2 separate regions of the Anas platyrhynchos genome follow, and region 1 is linked to region 2. The links are chromatin contacts, called in public Hi-C maps. All regions are on one chromosome and are shown on one strand. The core of a region is the stretch at or near the end of the contact, and the rest is flanking DNA. Distances in the headings are between cores, read along the strand shown. Region 1 overlaps FAM241A (family with sequence similarity 241 member A). Region 2 holds the start of ALPK1 (alpha kinase 1).

Region 1 (4,042 bases), core at 262-2,761, 64 kb before region 2:
CTGCTGCAGTTCCTGTACCTGGCTAAGTTCACAAAATGAAACCCATGTGTATATTGAGCTCGAACAAGTGTAAATCATTCAGAAGCTCCAGGTTCCCCCATTTCCTCCAAGCCCCATTCTAGCAGCAATATATAACGTAGCAAAAAAATCAGGCTCCTACAGAAGCTTAGAGGAAAACACCAGAAGTAAAAAACAGTTCTGTAGCTACAGTGATAACAGCCAGTAGGAGGAAAGGCTTCCTCTTCAGGAAGATGAGTTTCCAGCACTCACACTACACACCCTGTCATTCTTGGCATTTTGCATGCCTGCTACAGGAGCAGCTCCTACTGCAGCTGTCAGCGTTCTTCACGACTGCAGGAGTTATGGTAGAAAAAGTAGATGACTGCCTTGACTACTTCTAAAAAAAAATATATATATATATATGTATATATATATAATTTATTTAGGTCTTCTTCCCAGGAGCTTCTGTACCTCAGGTATTGCTGGAAGGAAGGAGGTATTTTTTAGTATGTGAAATTAGGTGTGGAACAGCAAAAAAAAATAATTTTGTCCACCAGGTGGCACTTTGTCATCGGGCCTCTGTTTGAAAGCACCTGGAAAAGTTTATATATGATTATATGAGGTGTAAACTGCTATTGAGCAATGATCAGTGTGTTTCTGGAAATGCAGTCTACTCAGATATCTTCTAGGGAAAAGATTTTGATCTTAATGAAGGGAATGGGATTTTTTTTTTCATTGACTTAAAATAAAAACAGCTTGGCCTCAATTAGGTGAAAGCTTTAGGGAAATAAAATCTATTTGCAGTGTATAGGGCAGACTACATTTTCCCTCTATCTGGTTTGTTAGAAGATATGAGTGCCAGTGACTTATACCTAATGCAGCAGAAAAAGGGAAATGTAAGAATGGTGCAAACTCAGAATTTTGGACAAAGAGCAAGCCAAACAGGTGATACAATTCATTCTGGAAGAGCTTCCTGCACTTTTGGAAAATATGCTAGTAGAGAGTTCATAAACTCTTATTTTGATGCAGTTTTAGTCCAGCACACGTGTTGTCTGATGTTCCTTTCCCAATATAACAGATAGAAGTCAGGCTGCAGACATTAGTTAAGTGTAAAAACATCAGTAGACTGTAAACACAGTTTGAGCCTGAAAACAGCCATTTTAACAGTCATCTGTGCAAAAACTGGAGTTTAGTGTTGTTTAAAACGCTTGATTCTGCCCAGTTTGCATGATTATGTGTGCGCATGTTTAGGTGAAGGCAGCAGCATAAGGCCCAGGTGATGTGCAATACACTGATGGCAGCTGGAACCCAGTAGAACAGATCCACCTCGTTTGGCAGCGGTGAGCCCACACCAGTATCCCCAGCCAGTACGCTCCTGGAAATACAAGTGCAGGTCTCCCTGCTGGAGCCTTTCCATCCTTTCCTCTCCCTCACAGCAGCTCTCTGACGGTGATGGCTTTCCCAGAAGCCAGATGCTGAGATCACAGAGAAGCCCTGCCAAGCCCTTTGTGCTCGGACAGATCTCTGACACTGTCCCAGCTGGTGGTTAGGAACAACACGCTGATGACATGGAATTGGAGAAGAGGTTTAATTTCCAGTCCAGCCAGTCCACATTTTGGCCTTATTTTTCTGTTCGTTTGCATCAAGGGTAATTTGGAACCGTCTGGTGCTGTCCTGCTCAGCTTGCTTTTCCAGGCTTCTCAGAGGCTGCTGAAAGCACCTCTGTATACATTACTTCTCATTAAAGAGGGAAAGTTTCTGTCTCCTTCATGCATGTACAATTATTGAACGTTTCCTGAACCCTGGCAAGTGTTGTTCTGCTGAAAAAGCAGGTTTTCATATCAATCGCTTGTAAGTGAGCTGGAAAAAGGCTGTAGGTGAGCAAGTGAATAATGATTGTAAGAACAAACACAAGAAAATGCTACCTACAGTATCTGGTTCTCTTTCTTAGAAACAATAAAAGGCTTAATCTTGCACAAAGCTGGCATAAGAGTCCCATTTACTCTGACCGATTTCATGCTGTTAATGAGAAGTGTTTCCAAGGCATTTGCTTAAATTAGCTTTTCTATAAGGAAGCGCAATCATGTACTAATTTACACTGCACAGCAGGGATCTGCCTGACCCTGCACTGTCACTGGGAGCAGATGATGATCTGGAGATCATAGGTGCAATCAGTGCCCAGTTGTAGAAATAAGCAACTCAAGTGATAAGCGATTCCCAGAAACAGAGCAGCATACTCGAATCACATGGATGCCATTTCTGATCTCAAGCACTTTGACAGTGGTCTCATGATGAGTTTTAGCTGAGTTGTTAAAAACACACACTGAAATGAAAACTGATACCCAGGTCCTGCCTACAGAGAGGCTGCTTCCTTCAAAATTTCCTCTGTCCCCTGTGCTTAGGGTCCTCGAGATGTAATTGTATTGTTCTTCCTGGCCACGATGAAAGTGCTCTGCATGGATCTCCACTGTACACATCAGATGAACATCTCCTGATGCAAAGTGTAGCTGCAGAGGAACAATTTCTAACATGCTCTTTGCTGTCATCTCCTCTCCCATCCTGCTAGTTCCACCCTATTTCTTCTCTGCCCTCAACCCAGAATTAGTACTGTAATTAGTTGTTAAAGGAATTAAAGGAGAAAATTTCTTATCTTTACCAAATTCCCTCCAAAAGATACTACAGGAGTGGTATTCTAAAACTGAGAATAAGACTATTTCATCATTGTTGCCATGGTGACCAAAACTAGGACAGTAACTTTTTTTTTATTATTATTAGTCGTATTTTAGCTTCCTCTCTCCTTGTGCTTGTCATATGCCAAAGAACTTGGTCTCTGGACAGGAGTCTGACTAACTGCAGAGCACCGAAGAAAATAAATCTTTGAGAGTTTTATGATTGTTTCCCCAAAGAGGAAAAAAAAAAAAAAAAAGAGCAGGGATGAGAGTAAGGATGAGGTTAAGACAGAGGCATTCAGAAACAACATTTTAAGGTGACAAGAAGCAGGTGGCCTTCTTAATGTTTAGGGACTCCTCCTAATGCCACCTGCTGCCAGACTCTTGACCCAGGATCACAAAGGAACACCACCACTACGAAGTCACAGACCAATTTCCCTGGTACATGGTTCCAGATACGTTATATTCCTTTCCAGACTCCAGCTCAAAGCAAGGAGATAGGTGAACACTTGGTTCCCCCTTCAGTCCTGGAGCTGTAAATGGCAATGTCTTTTTTCACATTCTTCATCCCAATGCAAGAACTAAAAACAAAGTTGAAGCCTACATGCATTTCTTACAAGACTATAGGGGCATTTGTAAACTCAATGAAAACCGTAGTAAAAGCTCCTAGTAAAAGCTTTTTAGTGTGCAACCTCATCATTTTATATTTTATAATTTTAAAGACAGTCAGATAGGAAGAATACTGAATTCTAATTGAAAGACTAAGGATCATATAACTGTAACAATCATGCTTCAAACATTTCCTTCAAGCCTCAAAATGCAGTGCTGGTGCCGACTACTCCTCCGAACCAGGAAGGTCATCACAGAGTTTGAACAGAATGCTGAATTAAAACTCAGGGCATGGGTTTGTCAGCTTGCCTCCTTCTTGACTAGGTGCCTTAACTTAATGAGTTTTCATCTCTTAAAATGACTGCCCTGAGTTAGCCTAAATCGCATGGCTATTTCAGCAAATGGTGGGTCAGCAACGCTGGTCTCCACGAGAGAGGCCTGCAGTAAGCTGTCCTACAAAGAATGTTCCAGGATAGCTGCCCAGAGGGGAAAACGAAATCTTAAAAATATGTGAAGTAGCTTTACTCCAGTACTATTACATCCTGCTATTTTCTAGCATTAAAAGCTATGCAGTTTTAGTCGTTAAAAAGGGACGAATGAGGACATCAAAAAGAAAATGAAACTTGGTTGTTAGAAAAGCTATTCAATGACTTCTTTTTCCACTGATTTTCCCTTTGCAATTATTAATTTTCTTTCATCTTGCTCTTTTTTCTTTTTTTTTTTTTTTTTTTTTAATAAGCAAAACAGCCATGCAGTGCTGGAGC
Region 2 (3,803 bases), core at 481-2,980:
ACCTTCCTACACAGGAAAATAGAAGCTGAAGAAAGAAAAGGCCACGTAACCTGAGGAGGAGTTCTCGGTTGCTGGTCAGAGAAGTGCATTATTTGTGAGCAGCTGCTGGAATCAAACAGTACAATCAAAGTCTTACATCTCTGGAACAAAGTTCCCAACGTGTCACACCAAGTCTGAGCTATCTTTACTGGTTCTATTCATCGAATCATCCTGACTCAAGCTTACAATTTAACCTGCTGTTTTATGGGCATCTGAGCCATGCTGGGTGAGCTATGTGAGCAGGAGGATGGGCTGTCTTCTGCGCTTCCTTCTGCTCTTGGCTGTTTCGTGTAACCTGTGTAAGAGCTTGCAGGATGCTACACGAGGTCAGCTTTGGCTAATGGGAAAACCCACATCATTTCACTTAGTTCACAAATCGTCTATAGAAACAGTTTTCTGTCTCAAGTCTCAAAGGCTGAGTTTGATGCCAAATCAATACTGAAAGAGCTTTTCATTGCTAGATCATATGGGGCAGCAAAAAGGTTTTGGAGAATACTATCTGGAGAAGGAAACTTTCCCTACTGAAAATCAAGATTTCTCCTGCAACTGTAAGGTAGCCCACTGCAGTGCTGTTGTCTGTACTTTCACTTGGGTCAAACTGTCATGATTTTACCATTTTCCCTTCTCTCAACATCATTTCTTTCAGTGTGCATCAGTATCCCTATTTTTAGATGCAGAGGCGTGACGCTGAGAATCGCAAACACGGTTACCTAACCTGAGAACCACAGGGCTCCCAGGTGGGTGTTTAGCAACACAGGCAAGAGCCACAGCCCCCTACCTTCAGGTCAGAGCTCAGACCACCCTGCCTATCTGCTTCTGCAGAGCAGAGCAGAAGGCTTCAGCATGCCTACCAAGAAAAAGAGCAGCATCCATCTTGTTATTTACCTTTCATTTTAAGTGACCACAAACCCTGGGGCAGGGGTGGTGCAGAATGAGGGTTTCAAGAAGGCTTTCTTGAAAACCGTGCTGGCCTTCATCAGCCCCCAGAGGCCATTTCACTTCCCCCACCACCCGAGGCCACCACGGGGGCCCGGACCTCTCCTCACCTGTGCCCGTCAGCTGGGACGCGAGGGCCGGGATGTGGTGGGGAGCTCCGGTGCCAGGGGTGGCGGTGGCTTCACGCCTTGAGAACAGCCAGGCTCTGCTCTGCACGTGCTGGTGGCGTCTTGTTATTTTCCGAAAAGCGGCTGGAGCTCAGCTTCGGCTGGGGTCTTTGTCGGACATCTGAAAAGGTCACATTCGCCGAGGACTTTTCTCAAACCAGTGGTCACACCGCTGGCAAGAAGCGTGTGCTGCAGAGGTGGCAGGTTAAGCTTTCAGAAGAATAAGTAGTTTCAGTTTCACTTCCCACCTCCAAAATTAACGCTTTGAACACAAACAAAATGTAGTAATTACAAGGCATGATTCTGAAGTAACAGCTCACTGTTACCAAAAAGCGTTCGGTTATTTTCCTGTGCTCTAAGCAGCTCCGTGGCACTGCCTCCTCTCCTCGCTGCTGAACCAAGCTGAGCCGAAAATTCATTTCGCTAGAAATTCTGATGCAACCCAGCCACGCAGTGGGAAAAACGAGCCATTCCCTGCCTTTCAGCTGCTGCAATTTACTTATTAAGCAAGATTACTCCCACACACGAACGAGAGGCAGGGCACAGAGCGAAAGGCTTTGTGTCGGTCTCAGTCCTGCACTGCTCTGTGTATGTGTAGTGCTGTGCCCGGGGTGCTGTGCCCCGGTAAGGACTGTGAGCTGGAGCCTACGCAGTTAAATGCCTGTGCTGGGTCGTATGAGCTGTATTTCATCTGCGGGCTCCTTTTATTTGTTCAATAAACAGGTAAATCACCTGCAGGTTGCTAAGTTCTTTCGCTACCGCACTCCTGTAGGAGCTTTTATCAGTCCCGATAGCTCTGCTGCGTGTGCCTGGCTCCCTCTGCGCCCTCCAGCAGGGCTCCGACAAGGTTTTGCAGGGAGCCCGTGAGATGCAGAGCAGAAGCGATTCCCTGAAGCCGCTCGCTCACTTACCAGCACAGCGGGGCCACGGCAGGCAGGCTGGGTGCGTGTGCTGGCGCACCAGGGCTCGGTGCCTTCTGGAAAGCACAGCGTTGTGCAACGCGCAGCATGTGCTGCCTGCTGTAATTCCTGCCAGACCTTTGCTTCCGCATACAGCCGCTTTACAAGGCCTCGGTGCCGGGAGAGAGCTTTCCCGGTGAGGTTACTTCAGTTGTAGCTGCCGAGGTATGTCAGTGCTCTTCCTGTTTATTTCACTTTTTTATGGCGTTAGCTCGCCTCGCGCCAACTACGTCTTTCTTATTAGTTTCTTAATTTGATACAGCGCTGTGTGACTTCATACAGGAGATGTCTGGGACTGGATTTATCGCTCCTCCCGGCCCTAAGACTCGCGCTGGCTGAAATGCTGCCAGCTTCAGCAAAACGATCGCAGCCTTTCCCCTGAAACAGAAAATCCCCGGCACTCTGTCCTCCTGGGGCTTTCTGGGTATAGCCACAATTACTGCCTACAAAAAAAGTTACTCGGTGTACTAGAGTCCATTCCTATGTTGCATTAACTTCTCTTTTTTTCCTTTTTTTCGATTATTGAATTTCCTTCAGAAGTGAAACTGCGAATAGAAGTGCAAAGCCCACAGAGCTGGCCAGAGTGGCATAGTAGACGAGACACTGGGACTGGATTGCAGCGACAGTGCTGGACGTGGACACAGAAGTGGGTTGGAGCCGTGCTTTCCTCTCGGGGTGCCTTCTGCCTGGCTGTGTGTCAGACACCCATGTTCATTGCCTTGCCAGTAATAAGGGAGAAGGAAGTTCCTGGAAAAACCCTGCTTGTAACTTTAAAATAATGGTTTCCTGCATTTGGTGTGTCTGTGTGCTTATCAGTGGCATATTAGCAAGGCTATCTGCTGGGGCTAATTATGTGTTTGTAATGAGCAACTATGGTAGGCTGAAAGACTGAGGTGGTTGGGGTTGGTTGTTGTGCTGTTTTTCTAACAGCTTTGGTCTGATTGCTAAGGCTTCAGGTAAGTCTAGGTCCCAAACAGGCAAATCCGGAAAATGGAGAAATACTAGGAACTCTTAACTTTTCTTAACTTTTTCTCATAAGCTTTCAATCAGAATCACTTTTTGAGAAGCTGAGCGTCACTGAAGGGAAGTCGGTTTCTTCCTATTTCGGGGCAGTTCATGTTAGGTCATAAGAATCATAGAAAGTGTATTCTAGGTTAGTGAGTGAAAGGACTCCCTCTGGATATCTGTGTTCCAGATAATTCTTTCTAAGCGACTAAACGTGTAAACCCTTTCTGCAAACTTCCTCCCAGTGCTTTGACAAGATTTAGGAACATTCAGTAAAGCAGCCCAATGCGAGATTTTGGTCTTTTGGGATTGGCTGTTTGGTTTTTTTTGGTTGCTGTGGCCCATTGAGCAAGTGGCACAGTGGTTAGTGATCTGCCTAGCCTACTCAAAAGCCAGGAACTCATTGATAATGGCGTGTGGATATCCAGGAATCCCACTCTTCATAGCTGTGTTTCTTTTGCTGCCTAAAAGCTGTTCTGTGGACCCATGTGCAGGGCAAGACCTGAGACTAGAAACAGCCCGGACCAGTCTGACACCTGCTATTTTGCTCCGCTGTTTAGCTTAACGTCATGGAAGCGTCCTTATCCTGTTGGATCAACAGCAGGTCTGGCCTGATTTCAGTGGTGCTGAGATTTTACTGCAGCTCTGCCCAGCCCTGCCGCGGCTGGACTCACAGGTGTGGGTGTCACAGCTTCAG

What was found. Hi-C and Micro-C count contacts between places; a contact is called where the count stands out from the background.
Region 1: a Hi-C map of subcutaneous adipose tissue shows a contact between it and region 2, with 2.1 times the contacts expected there. The contact joins the enhancer-like site here to the promoter of ALPK1 in region 2. A contact is called at or near these places in 3 of 8 Hi-C or Micro-C datasets (F1 follicle, liver and subcutaneous adipose tissue).

The regions. Positions count from the first base shown.
Region 1 is chr4:6,670,235-6,674,276 of IASCAAS_PekinDuck_T2T, reverse strand. The region is part of intron 3 of FAM241A (family with sequence similarity 241 member A); the gene reads left to right. Among named protein-coding and RNA genes, the nearest start is that of AP1AR, 38 kb to the right of the region's middle. Within about 2 kb of position 1,511, at least 1 of the 8 cell types and tissues checked has an H3K27ac peak or open chromatin away from gene starts, as enhancers often do. A contact at or near this core is called in subcutaneous adipose tissue, where this site is marked.
Region 2 is chr4:6,606,792-6,610,594 of IASCAAS_PekinDuck_T2T, reverse strand. It overlaps ALPK1 (alpha kinase 1), which reads left to right and starts at 1,730. Exons shown (of 15, transcript XM_072036906.1): 1 at 1,730-1,865; 2 at 2,639-2,747. It overlaps TIFA (TRAF interacting protein with forkhead associated domain), which reads right to left and starts at 2,193. Exons shown (of 3, transcript XM_027455794.3): 1 at 2,054-2,193; 2 at 1,086-1,352.